4 separate regions of the Mus musculus genome follow, and all the other regions are linked to region 1. The links are chromatin contacts, called in public HiChIP or PLAC-seq and promoter capture Hi-C maps. All regions are on one chromosome and are shown on one strand. The core of a region is the stretch at or near the end of the contact, and the rest is flanking DNA. Distances in the headings are between cores, read along the strand shown. Region 1 holds the start of Atic (5-aminoimidazole-4-carboxamide ribonucleotide formyltransferase/IMP cyclohydrolase). Region 2 has its middle 88 kb from the start of Bard1. Region 3 has its middle 18 kb from the start of Gm4319. Region 4 overlaps Bard1 (BRCA1 associated RING domain 1).

What was found. Promoter capture Hi-C pulls out the DNA fragments that hold promoters and counts their contacts. HiChIP or PLAC-seq counts read pairs in DNA pulled down with a chosen protein or histone mark.
Region 2: a contact with region 1 is called in a FOXA1 HiChIP or PLAC-seq map of pancreatic cancer cells. The contact joins the enhancer-like site here to the promoter of Atic in region 1. A contact is called at or near these places in 3 of 39 promoter capture datasets (the C10 cell line, embryonic stem cells and frontonasal cranial neural crest), 5 of 115 datasets of contacts at active chromatin or transcription factors (cardiomyocytes, embryonic stem cells, large pre-B cells and 2 more) and 1 of 9 other capture datasets (embryonic stem cells).
Region 3: an H3K4me3 HiChIP or PLAC-seq map of bone marrow-derived macrophages shows a contact between it and region 1, with 7 times the contacts expected there. The contact joins the enhancer-like site here to the promoter of Atic in region 1. A contact is called at or near these places in 19 of 39 promoter capture datasets (the 3T3-L1 cell line, 3T3-L1-derived adipocytes, the C10 cell line and 12 more), 2 of 484 Hi-C or Micro-C datasets (bone marrow-derived macrophages and nephron progenitors) and 21 of 115 datasets of contacts at active chromatin or transcription factors (the 230-238 cell line, the NIH/3T3 cell line, bone marrow-derived macrophages and 15 more).
Region 4: a promoter capture Hi-C map of embryonic stem cells shows a contact between it and region 1, with 3 times the contacts expected there. The contact joins the enhancer-like site here to the promoter of Atic in region 1. A contact is called at or near these places in 3 of 39 promoter capture datasets (the C10 cell line, embryonic stem cells and frontonasal cranial neural crest), 3 of 484 Hi-C or Micro-C datasets (the G1E-ER4 cell line and embryonic stem cells), 10 of 115 datasets of contacts at active chromatin or transcription factors (the 230-238 cell line, astrocytes, differentiating embryonic stem cells and 3 more) and 2 of 9 other capture datasets (embryonic stem cells and liver).

Annotation. Positions count from the first base shown.
Region 1 is chr1:71,555,881-71,558,415 of GRCm38.p6, reverse strand. It overlaps Atic (5-aminoimidazole-4-carboxamide ribonucleotide formyltransferase/IMP cyclohydrolase), which reads right to left and starts at 1,260. Exons shown (of 16, transcript NM_026195.3): 1 at 1,142-1,260; 2 at 793-919. The coding sequence starts at 1,160.
Region 2 is chr1:71,013,281-71,015,815 of GRCm38.p6, reverse strand. No RefSeq gene overlaps it. Among named protein-coding and RNA genes, the nearest start is that of Bard1, 88 kb to the left of the region's middle. Within about 2 kb of position 1,260, at least 5 of the 459 cell types and tissues checked have an H3K27ac peak or open chromatin away from gene starts, as enhancers often do. A contact at or near this core is called in pancreatic cancer cells, where this site is marked.
Region 3 is chr1:72,104,428-72,106,962 of GRCm38.p6, reverse strand. No RefSeq gene overlaps it. Among named protein-coding and RNA genes, the nearest start is that of Gm4319, 18 kb to the left of the region's middle. Within about 2 kb of position 1,267, at least 36 of the 459 cell types and tissues checked have an H3K27ac peak or open chromatin away from gene starts, as enhancers often do. A contact at or near this core is called in bone marrow-derived macrophages, hematopoietic stem and progenitor cells, neutrophils and 1 more, where this site is marked.
Region 4 is chr1:71,034,485-71,037,019 of GRCm38.p6, reverse strand. All of the region lies in intron 9 of Bard1 (BRCA1 associated RING domain 1), which reads left to right. Among named protein-coding and RNA genes, the nearest start is that of Bard1, 67 kb to the left of the region's middle. Within about 2 kb of position 1,264, at least 6 of the 459 cell types and tissues checked have an H3K27ac peak or open chromatin away from gene starts, as enhancers often do. A contact at or near this core is called in the G1E-ER4 cell line, differentiating embryonic stem cells and embryonic stem cells, where this site is marked.

The DNA.
Region 1 (2,535 bases), core at 11-2,510:
AAATACTGGGCAGTGGCGTGGAAATATGAATGACCATCTGAGAAACATTTAAACTAGGCGATAGACAATGCAAGAACTCCTCGTACTTCATCGTAAATGCCACAGCAACAATGGCCTACCCATACCAGCTCCACAGTAACTCAACTGCACCTCACAGGAGCCTACTTGTCTGCTGTCCCTGATGCTCCGGACTCCCATAAGTCACAAGAGAATCCACTGAAGACATTTACTAAGTAAAGGCATTCTTGCTGTCTGAAGCTGTCAAATGTACAGGGGTTATGTACTGCTTACACAAACAAGAGTTATGAAGAGGTGAATAATTTACCTCTATAGGGATTCTCCACAAACCAAGAGTTATAATGGCAATGAAAACAGCCAGGGAACTAAGGTCTTTTTCCTTTTCTACCTTCCAGACCTTCAGGGTCATCTCCTGACATCTCTTGTCAAACCCTTCCCACTGTTAGTCAGGAGATGAGTGTGATCGAGCCACTGGTACTTTCTGATGGGTGAGGCTATGAAGAGGGAGATACAGATCTTCAAAGATGTTACAGTCTAACTGTGCAACCAGTCAAAGCCAGGCCATGGAACCTGAACATTCGTGTTTATTCTGCATAACACATGGCCCTCCGAAGTTAATTTGTTTGCAAACAGTGGCTGGGTGCTAGGACTCTAAAACTCAAGGCTCCCTAGTTCTAACCTAACTTCTCCCTGTGTTTTGTCAGTTTTTTGCATGGCTTTCTGGTGAATATGGTCACAACGTTTTTCTCCCTTTAACGCTACCTACTGCCTTACCTGACTGCCAGGCCAGCATCCCTGATCGCTTTTGCCGTGCCTCCGGAAGCGACCAGACTCAAACCAAGAGACGCGAGACTTCTGGCAAATTCCACGAGGCCAGTTTTGTCAGACACACTGAACAGGGCTGAAAGAGAAGGCAGTTCTCATTACTCGCGGCTTCTGGCACCGAGATCTCCCGGGGAGGACTCCTGGGAAGGGGACTCATGCAACTGCAGGCCCAGGGCCCAGCACTGGGGACACCCAGCCTGCAGGCCGGGCCCGGGGCCTCCCCAGCTCGGCCAGCGGCATGAGTGGGTGGCGGGGATGGTGCAGGCAGGACCCCTATGATGCATCGCGAGGGCCTCACCAAGCTGAGACGGAGCCATGCTGCGTTGGGTCGCGGAGTCAAGGGACGGACAGGCCACGTGCGTAGGCAGGCAGGCCGGACCCCGCGGTTCAGGAAGCAGTGGGCAGGGCGTGTCGACCCCACGTGACCCCGAGGTCCCGCCCCTCCTCCAGTGAGCTGCAGCCTAGGGTGGAAGGCGCCGCTGGGCGGGGCGGCTGCTAACTCCGGAGCCTGGGATCTGTAGCCGCGGGCTTCCTCTTTCCGAACCCAGATCTGGGCGTGGGGACTCGCGGTTCGCGCGCATCTGGGGTGCTGCTGCTGAGGTCCCGGGAGGTGGGGCCGCGGCGGCTGGAGCACTGATTGGGGGAAACTAGCGAGAGGACTAAACAGACCCTGTCTGACGATGTCAGAAAGGATTAGAGAAGCCTTCTGCTATGGTCTCCCTTTTACAGGTCTGGGAGACCTACGCATGAAGTCATTGCCTCCACAGTTGAGAGCCCCAAAGAAGTAAAATGACCGTCATTTGAAGTTTTTCATACCACATTATAAAATGGCCTGGAATTTACATCAAGATCACCATGTGTAAAATGCTCTTTTCCTTCAAGCCCAGGTGGCAGGAGTAAAGGTTTCAAGACTTAAGTTATTAAAAATAGGAATAGCAAAATTGAGCTCATCTGCTTCTTTTTAATAAAAGTGACACCTTTGGCACAAAATAAACATATCTTGCTGTATACACAGCCCTATTTTTTTTTTTTTTCCGAGACAGGGTTTCTCTATGTATTCCTGGCTGTCCTGGAACTCACTCTGTAACCAGGCTGGCTTCGAACTCAGAAATCAGCCTGCCTCTGCCTCCCAAGTGCTGGGATTAAAGGCATGTGCCACCACTGCCCGGCTAACAGCCCTATTTTTAACATTAATGTTTAGAATTAATTTTTTGATTATGTTTTCTTTTGTAATGTTCTTTAATACAATTCCAAAAAAGAACTTAAAAATTCTATAAAGGAGCCTAAAATTGTACAATTCTATAGAAAGCTTAGCTTTTTATTTCCAGTCTAGTCTCCCAATCTGTGCAAAGTCCATTTTCCTATTATTTGGATGCTAGTCTGCTTCTTGTCTTTCCTCTCTAATAGTCCAATCTCTTTTTCCTTCTCCAAATATCTATTGATCAAATATCTATCTCATTTTTCTGACCTCAGAACGTGTTAACTCCTTGCTCTGAACACCTCTCATGTTTCTAAGGAAGATATATTAGGATCATGAGAGTGTCTTCAGGATGTGTTCACAACTTTCAATGTACAGAGGTGAACAAGGTTCAGAAAGATCATTGCAAGTTTGGAGCTAGTTTGGTCCACACTTTAAGTCCCATACCTGCCAAAGAAACAGCAAGACCTTGTCTCAAAAATGTTAAACAAACA
Region 2 (2,535 bases), core at 11-2,510, 540 kb after region 1:
AGAGATTAAAGGCATGATAGCACACTATCATTCCTGACCCTACGTTTGTGACAAGGTCTCTTGTTGAAGCTGGAACTTGACAGTTTGTCTAGGCTTACTGACCAGCAAGATCAAGGGCTCCTCCTTTCTCCCCACTCCAGTCCTGGAATTGCAGGCAGCCCTGTCATGCCTGGCTATTTTTGTGCTTGTATCAGGAGTCAAACTCAGGCCCCCAGACTAGCACAGCAATCACTAATGCCTGAGCCATCTTCCCAACCTTGCTTTCCTGTTTATTTTCTTCTTAATACAAACTTTATTGTAGAAATATTCTGAATTTTTTGCAGTCTCATGACTAGGAAGCTGTACTACCCACTAATACCCCACAGAACCATTAGCTGTTCCCTGAAATCTACACCAATGAGGGTGATTGGAAAATAAGCATTATAACTGGGATTATTTACTCCTTTGCGACATTTTCCCCTTCATTTTCTGTTGTCTCCCTCTTAAGTTTTGATGTACAAAAATTCTAGAATATTTCTTACTATCTGTCCCTTCCCCTTTACAAATAGGGGTCTGTAACTAGTCACATATGGTTATTTTGGTGAAGTAAGATAGCACACATGAAAATAGTTAGATTCCTCCATTGATCTAGGAGACATATGACATACTGCTCACTATAAATTCTGACTAAATTGACAAACCAAACCAACCAACAAAACAAAACCCCCCACCTACAGTGGATAGATGTATATGATGAAGGCAGACCAGTTCTCAGCTATCAAGAGAACGGGAAAAGATTTTGGCATCACTGCTATGATGTCTGATATCTTAGATGCAGATAGCCCTTCTAGAAGCTCACTAGGCCAATATCTAAATTTCTAATAATTATAATATTATTATCAGAATATTCCCAAGCTATATTGCAAGTATTCCATAGATGTAGGTTAAATCAATACTATCTTTAATAAATTCCTTGAACTATTAAAAACCCTGGAATATTTTTGGTATATATGAAGTATTGAGTATCTTCAGACTACTGTCTCATGTTTTCATGTGCTTTCATGGTAGTAATTAGTTTCTTGAGTGATTGTTTACATACTTGAATAAGGAGAAACTTAGATGTATATTCTCTTTATCTTAAACCTTTAATATATTTTGTCTTCATAGAATATAGAGAATATTTTCTTGAATATTTCCTCATTGTGGTGGTTTGAATATATGCTTTGCCCATGAGAAGTGCCACCACTGGGAGGTGTGGCCTTGTTGAAGGAAGTGAGTCACCATGGGGCAGGGCTTTGAGGTCCTCTGCTCAAACTCCACCCATTGCAGAAGAGAGTCTTCTCTTGACTGCCTTTAGATCAAGATGTAAAACTCTCAGCTCCTCCAACACCATGTCTGCCTGCATGATAATAATGGACTAAACCTCTGAAACTGTAAGCCTCCTCCAATTAATTGTTTGCCTTTATAAGAGTTGCCTTGAGCATGGTATCTCTTCACAGCAATGGAAACCCTGACTAAGACACTCATAATCATACACTGTGTCGTATAAGCATAACAAACATGATGCATCTTAGCGTTTTAATCATTCATGAATTCCTGGTCATCTTTACAAATGAGGAGGAGGGACTTTAAACGGCATAGACTATTGAGTTCACAAAGTAAACACACAAGAAAGATCTCCCAGAGCTGTCTACAGTCTGAGGTTTTGGTGTTTTCAATGTGGTAAAAATATTTGAACTACAAATTTGGCTCTGAACTTATAAACCTGCAAAACCTACACAATGGTTCAGGAAATGTGTTTTGAAAAGTAGTCAGAAATCAAAGGTCAATTCAGTATGACTAACAAAATGAGAGATTACCGAAAGTGGTTTTCTTTTTCTTGCTTTTTTTGTATTGAAGGAAAACATTTTATCTGTAAATGTCATTCCCTTAAAATGTTCAAAATAATTTCCAAAAGCATAAATATTTTATTGAAAATTTTACATCGTTTGTCCAAAAGTCCTCATTCTTTATGCCGTATTTACTTTTGACATTATAAATGTATGTGTCTCGAAAAGCATCGTGTTATTCAATAAATATTTACGTAATGACTGGGTCTGATGCTAGTAAAGGCAATGGGAATTCATAGATGATTGAAGAAGAGAAATTGGTATTTCCTGATGATTTAATAAGCCTAAATATTATTTCAAAATGACAACAAATATTATAAGTCAAACTTAGAAGAAACTAAATTGTATTTTATTATTCTTGAACATTGTAGTGTAGGCATCAGATATTATCATATAAGAAAGCTGTGTCTGCATATACTGCAGAGTACTGCCAGGTCTGGCCTCAGTGAGAGAAGAAGCAGCTAACCCTTGAGAGACTTTAGGCTCCAGGGATGGAGGAGATATGGTGGAGTGTGTATGTGGGGGGAGTATGGGGACATCCTCTTGGAGATGGGGGAAGAAGAATAAGATGAGGAAAACTGGACTGTAAAAAAATTAATGATGATGATAGAAAGCTATATCTGAAATGTGCCATATTTCATGAATTTGTGTCTTGACGAACTCAGAT
Region 3 (2,535 bases), core at 18-2,517, 550 kb before region 1:
CTTCTTCCTTGATAGCATGGATGTCTTAGGCCCTGGGCTAGAAGCCACATGAGCCCCAGGGCCCTTGGTCCTTTGGGTGAGTAGGAAGCTTCAAGCTCTCACGTGGCCACTGTAGAGAGCTGAGACTAAGGGTAAGAACTGACTTGACTCACACTACCCGTCTCAGATAGTTCCTCCTTTAGCCACTCTGGGGTCACTAAGAGTCCATAAGTGCCGGTAGAAAGGGCTTCTGGTCAACCCAAGCAGAAGTTCAATTTGATGGAATATTTAGAAATAGCTGAAACAACTAAAAAAAAAAATAACCAAATCCTATACTGGAAGGAGAAAATTGAGGCAATTCCAGAAGTCTACATCAAGAAGATCTGATATTTAGACTATTTGCTATACTCTATGTGGTCTAAACTCTGGACACAAGTGAATTCATCACCTTGGAATGGTGGTGTGAGATAGTTACCATTATTATCTCGAGGTAAAAGAGTTATCCTATTCAAATTCCCATGACACATGACGATTTGACCTCTGCTTAACTGTTACTATGGAAGCCAGTCATGAATATATTGTCAACCCGGGTGCTAGGCAACATTGCTTATGGTGAGGCTGACACCAGATTGTGAACTGTTTCTAGACTAGGAGCACAGAAATCTGTGTTAGAAAGCTACATTTTTTGGCTTTTTTTTTTTTAACACTTGGACCTGGCAATGCCCTTATTATGGGGGGTGGGGGTGGGGGAGGGGGAACGACGACCTGAAAGTTATGCTTATGCATTTGTTGCAAGGACTGCTACCAGGTCTTTGTGGAGAGTAGAAGGCACGAGGATTATTAAGCCGAAGAAATTCCTGGCTGGTATAAATTTTAACTCTTTAAACTTGAATCTGTGCTGACTATGGCAAGGACTCCTATGTGGCAGAATGTCTGATAGGCTTCCAAATAAACTAATAATGCCCGGAGTGGAGTCTGTTGCTGTCCTGCAAGTTTGAGTATTGATTTGAACCCAAGACAGCACTGATGAGTATTGGATATTGCTTTTAACTGAGACAGGGTGATGAAAACCTTCTGTAACTCATGGTCACACAGATGACAAATGATAGAGCTGTATTCAACCTTGGGCAGGTTGCCTCTTAAACGCTTCACCAGTTTCCACAGGGCACAGCTTTCTGGAGGAATTTGCCCTACTTATTTTAGCTCATGGGTCTCACAGCTCCATGTGCAAATTCCTGGGGCCTTAAAAACAATGAGTGTCACTGTTGCTGAGGTCAGACAGGACTTCAAGACAGATGACTAATGGACAGTAACCTCTCCATGCATTTCCTGTTTTGACGGCTGTTATTATTGAACATATATCACTAACAGGAGCCGCCAGGTGGTCAGATCTCATAAATTCCCCTGCCAGATGTTAAAGCCTTCGTTCATTCACTCTTCCTCTCCATCACCCATTTAACAGCATTTTGAGAAATCTGACAATGAAATGACTTGGCAGTATGTCATGTGATGTCAGGCAGCAAAGGCAGCCTTGGATGCAACTGCTAAGTAATGGAAGCCTTCAGTGGTTAGAGATGCAGGTGTAATTCATGGGGAATAGTTAGAGACAACTGGGGGAGATTGAGGCTCTGGGAGAGGAAGAACTTTGGAGAAGCAAGCGTTTTCTAGGTCGTAGAAACAGATGGGGTTGGGTCATGAAACAGACTCGGGTCTCCAGTAGAAACAATAAATGGTTCAGGTGAAATTTGGCATAGGAGGCAGAGCAAGATGACAGTATAGGCTGTACTTGGGGAGTATTTAGAACCAGCTCTTGAGCCCCAGGTGGGATTGGATGGAGGAGAGAGGAAAGCTGAGTTTGCATTTACTGAGGACTTCAGGAAAACCCACACCATTCCAAAATGTGTCTCTGAAATCACAGTGGATAGACAGTGACAGCTTTGGGGCTTCTGGGATGGTCATGTGGTTCAAGCTCTATTACTCCGATGGCTTGGGTGAGGGCAGAGGGTCTAACACTAGGTATATACTAGCTCTTTATTTTGTTGGATACATTCCCTGGGTCTTTCTTCTTGATCACCTTAAACTTGGGAATCTTTTTCCCTTTACTCTCAACTCCATATCCCTAAGTATCACCGGTTGCCTGGCAAGCTAATGGGAAATAAATTCACTGAGCACTAACACTAATACCAGTTAGTGATGGAGATATTTATCTGCTTCAGAGAATATATTTTTATATAGCCAAGCCACAGGAACAAAATGTGGGAATTTCAATATTGAGACATTTCTGCTGGTTGATGGAAAGGGCTTTTTTTTTTTTTTTGAGACAGGGTTTCTCTGTGTAGCCCTGGCTGTCCTGGAACTTACTCTGTAGACCAGGCTGGCCTTGAACTCAGAAATCCGCCTGCCTCTGCCTCCCGAGGGGATGTTTTTAATAAGCAAGAGGGTTTTGTCTCAAGGAGAACAATGAAATCTGGCCATGTTTGGGTACTTCTAGGTCAGGGCCTCCTTCTGAAAATGAAGGTTTTTTTCCCAATTGGATTTTAATGCAGTAGGAAGGAA
Region 4 (2,535 bases), core at 15-2,514, 520 kb after region 1:
CAGAGCATTTCCAGTCACCGTATTCAGTGTTTGCAGCTTCTTTCTAGACCAGGACTGCTGCAGGTAAGGAGTGTCTACCAAACCACTACTGTACACACAATAAAACATGCATAGTAGCCGCAGTCCCTAAGATTGTCAGGGCTTTCCTTGGAGCAGTGGCAGTATCGTTGGGCATTAGAACTAGAGAAACAGCACTCCAGGATTGGCGGAGCAGCTATCAGTCTAATGATCTGAGTTTGGTCCCTGGGCCCCTGTGGTAGGAGAGAAGCAGCTCCTGCGAGCGAGTTGTCTCTGACTTCACATGCGTGTGCATTCACGCCCACACCCACACCCACAAAGTAAGTAAGAACGACTAAAACAGTTAAAAATGCTATCTAAAAGGAAAACAGTGCAGTGCATTGTACTTGGAAGTGTTTTGTCTTTTTCCCCTGTAATTTCATCAGAAACCATTAGTACATAGTTTATATCCGTAAGAAATACATTCCTTTTAAAGTTCTTTGGTTAGGCCCCGTGCTCATTAGTATTTTATTATTTAAATAGTGGGAAATTAATGTTTTCAGAGTGTTAGACAATGTTTATGCATTTGGATTATAACAGTGCACCCTGCTCCTGGGATGAATTATTAGATTACACAACATCCATAGATTTCATAAAATAATGTTAGTGAGATGGCTTTTCACTAATGAAAACGAATGAGAGAGATGTTTTGAGAAAGATTTACAGGTGTTAGGAGTAAAACAGTACGCTTCTCTTCGTCAATTCATCTGTACCCAAGGAAATAACAATAAACACTTCAGCTTTTTTATATTTCCTTAATGATATTCTAGTTTTCTTCTCAATATTTAATATTTTATTGGATGAAAGAATTAAAACTCTAGCTGTGCATAATTTCCTGCCATACTACAAATTTTGCATCTTACTTCTCTACCATAGCAAAACCACTAATACTTCTAGAATGTATCAGCAGCAATTTTTTAAAAATGAAGGTAAATTGGTCTAGAATTGTGTTTTAGAAATAAGTATGCATTCAAATATTTTTACTAAAAAAGTCCAATTACTTTTGCTTTTAGTATATCTAAACTAAATGTGAAATGTAATGGAAATGTTTTTTCTTAAATTACCTCTGTCAACCAGATATAACCTGTTCTTCTGAAGGTTTGCAATTAGACTGGCCAAGAGGGAAAGGTGAGTGTCAAGGGCATGGCTGTGCTTGTGTCTGACTGCACCCTTGACCTGAGCCCCACCATTGTCTTTCTAATAGAAATGCAAGTCCTCCTGGGCTCTAAAAACTGCTGAGTAGGAGGAGACCTGCCCTCTCTCCTGTGAGTGCCTCGGCTGGAGCTTATCCATCCATCCATAGGACTGCCATCCTTCATGCCTTGGACATGAGGAAGATTTCACATGGGCCTTTGAAGTGGCTTTATAATGGAGTGTTTATTGACAGAGGAAGAGAGAGCTGTGGCGTTAGATTCACTTTAGTTGAGCACTCCGTTAAAGCCTTCCAAATTTAATGAAAATTGAAGATTAGTTTTTGCAACCAAAACTTAAAAACGTGTTCTCTACAGAGCCATGAGTAATTCATTTTGTAAATAGTAGGTGTTTACAGTACAGCTGCAGATGCCCTGTGGAGGAAGGCTGTGAGCAGTGGGCAACGCCTGCTTTCTTTACTTATCAATGAGCTTGCCATACCAGAGCTCAAACCATGTTTGTTTTCTGTTAAGGATGTCAGGATCTTCAGTTTCTGTCCCTTCCTCCATGTGTTCAGGTTAACTCATGGATGTTTTATCATCTTTCTAGTTTGGGGTAATAGAAAAGAAGCCTTAATGATGGGTGCCTCGAAGTCTAGGCCATGCCAAAGTGGGCTGTCACTCACTCTTGGAAAGTACGGATTGTCTTACATGTCACCTCTGTCCTGTCAATACGGCTTTCCTCTTCTCATGCTCACAAGATTCTGTTTGTTTTAATCACAACATGGGACAGTTGTGGTGCTGATGGCAGATTGATACTTGGTTCTGGGCCAGTTCTGCTCAGAAGTGAGCCTCTTATGGCCCTCTGCAGAGTTGCAGACTGAGGTGTTGTCCTTCAGTGGCATCTAATCACTGGCAGTGCCCCTATTAGAATGTTCATATATTTCTAGCATATCTTTCTAATTCTCAGTATATGTTGGTATAGATAAAGTTTTCTTCTGGATAAACATTATTCAGTGGTTTTTTGTTTGGTGTTTGTTTTTAAATTGTTCATACTTTTTCTGTTGTTTTCTCAGTGGTAAAACTCACATCTTTGAGTGAAGTAATCTCTAAGGTAAATAGAAAATGGTCTGGATAGTTTGTTTTTATAGTGAAAATAGTATATTATAAGATCCATTTTGCAATTTTTTTTCAGTTTTGTGATAGACCCTTTATTTTCAAGTTTATTTATAATGCCTTTACTCAAAATATAATTATATCGGTTTTCCTCTTCCTTTTCTTCCTTTAGCCCCTCTTAGGCACCCTCCTCCAAACCCCTTCAATGTCTCCCACTCTCAATTGATAATCT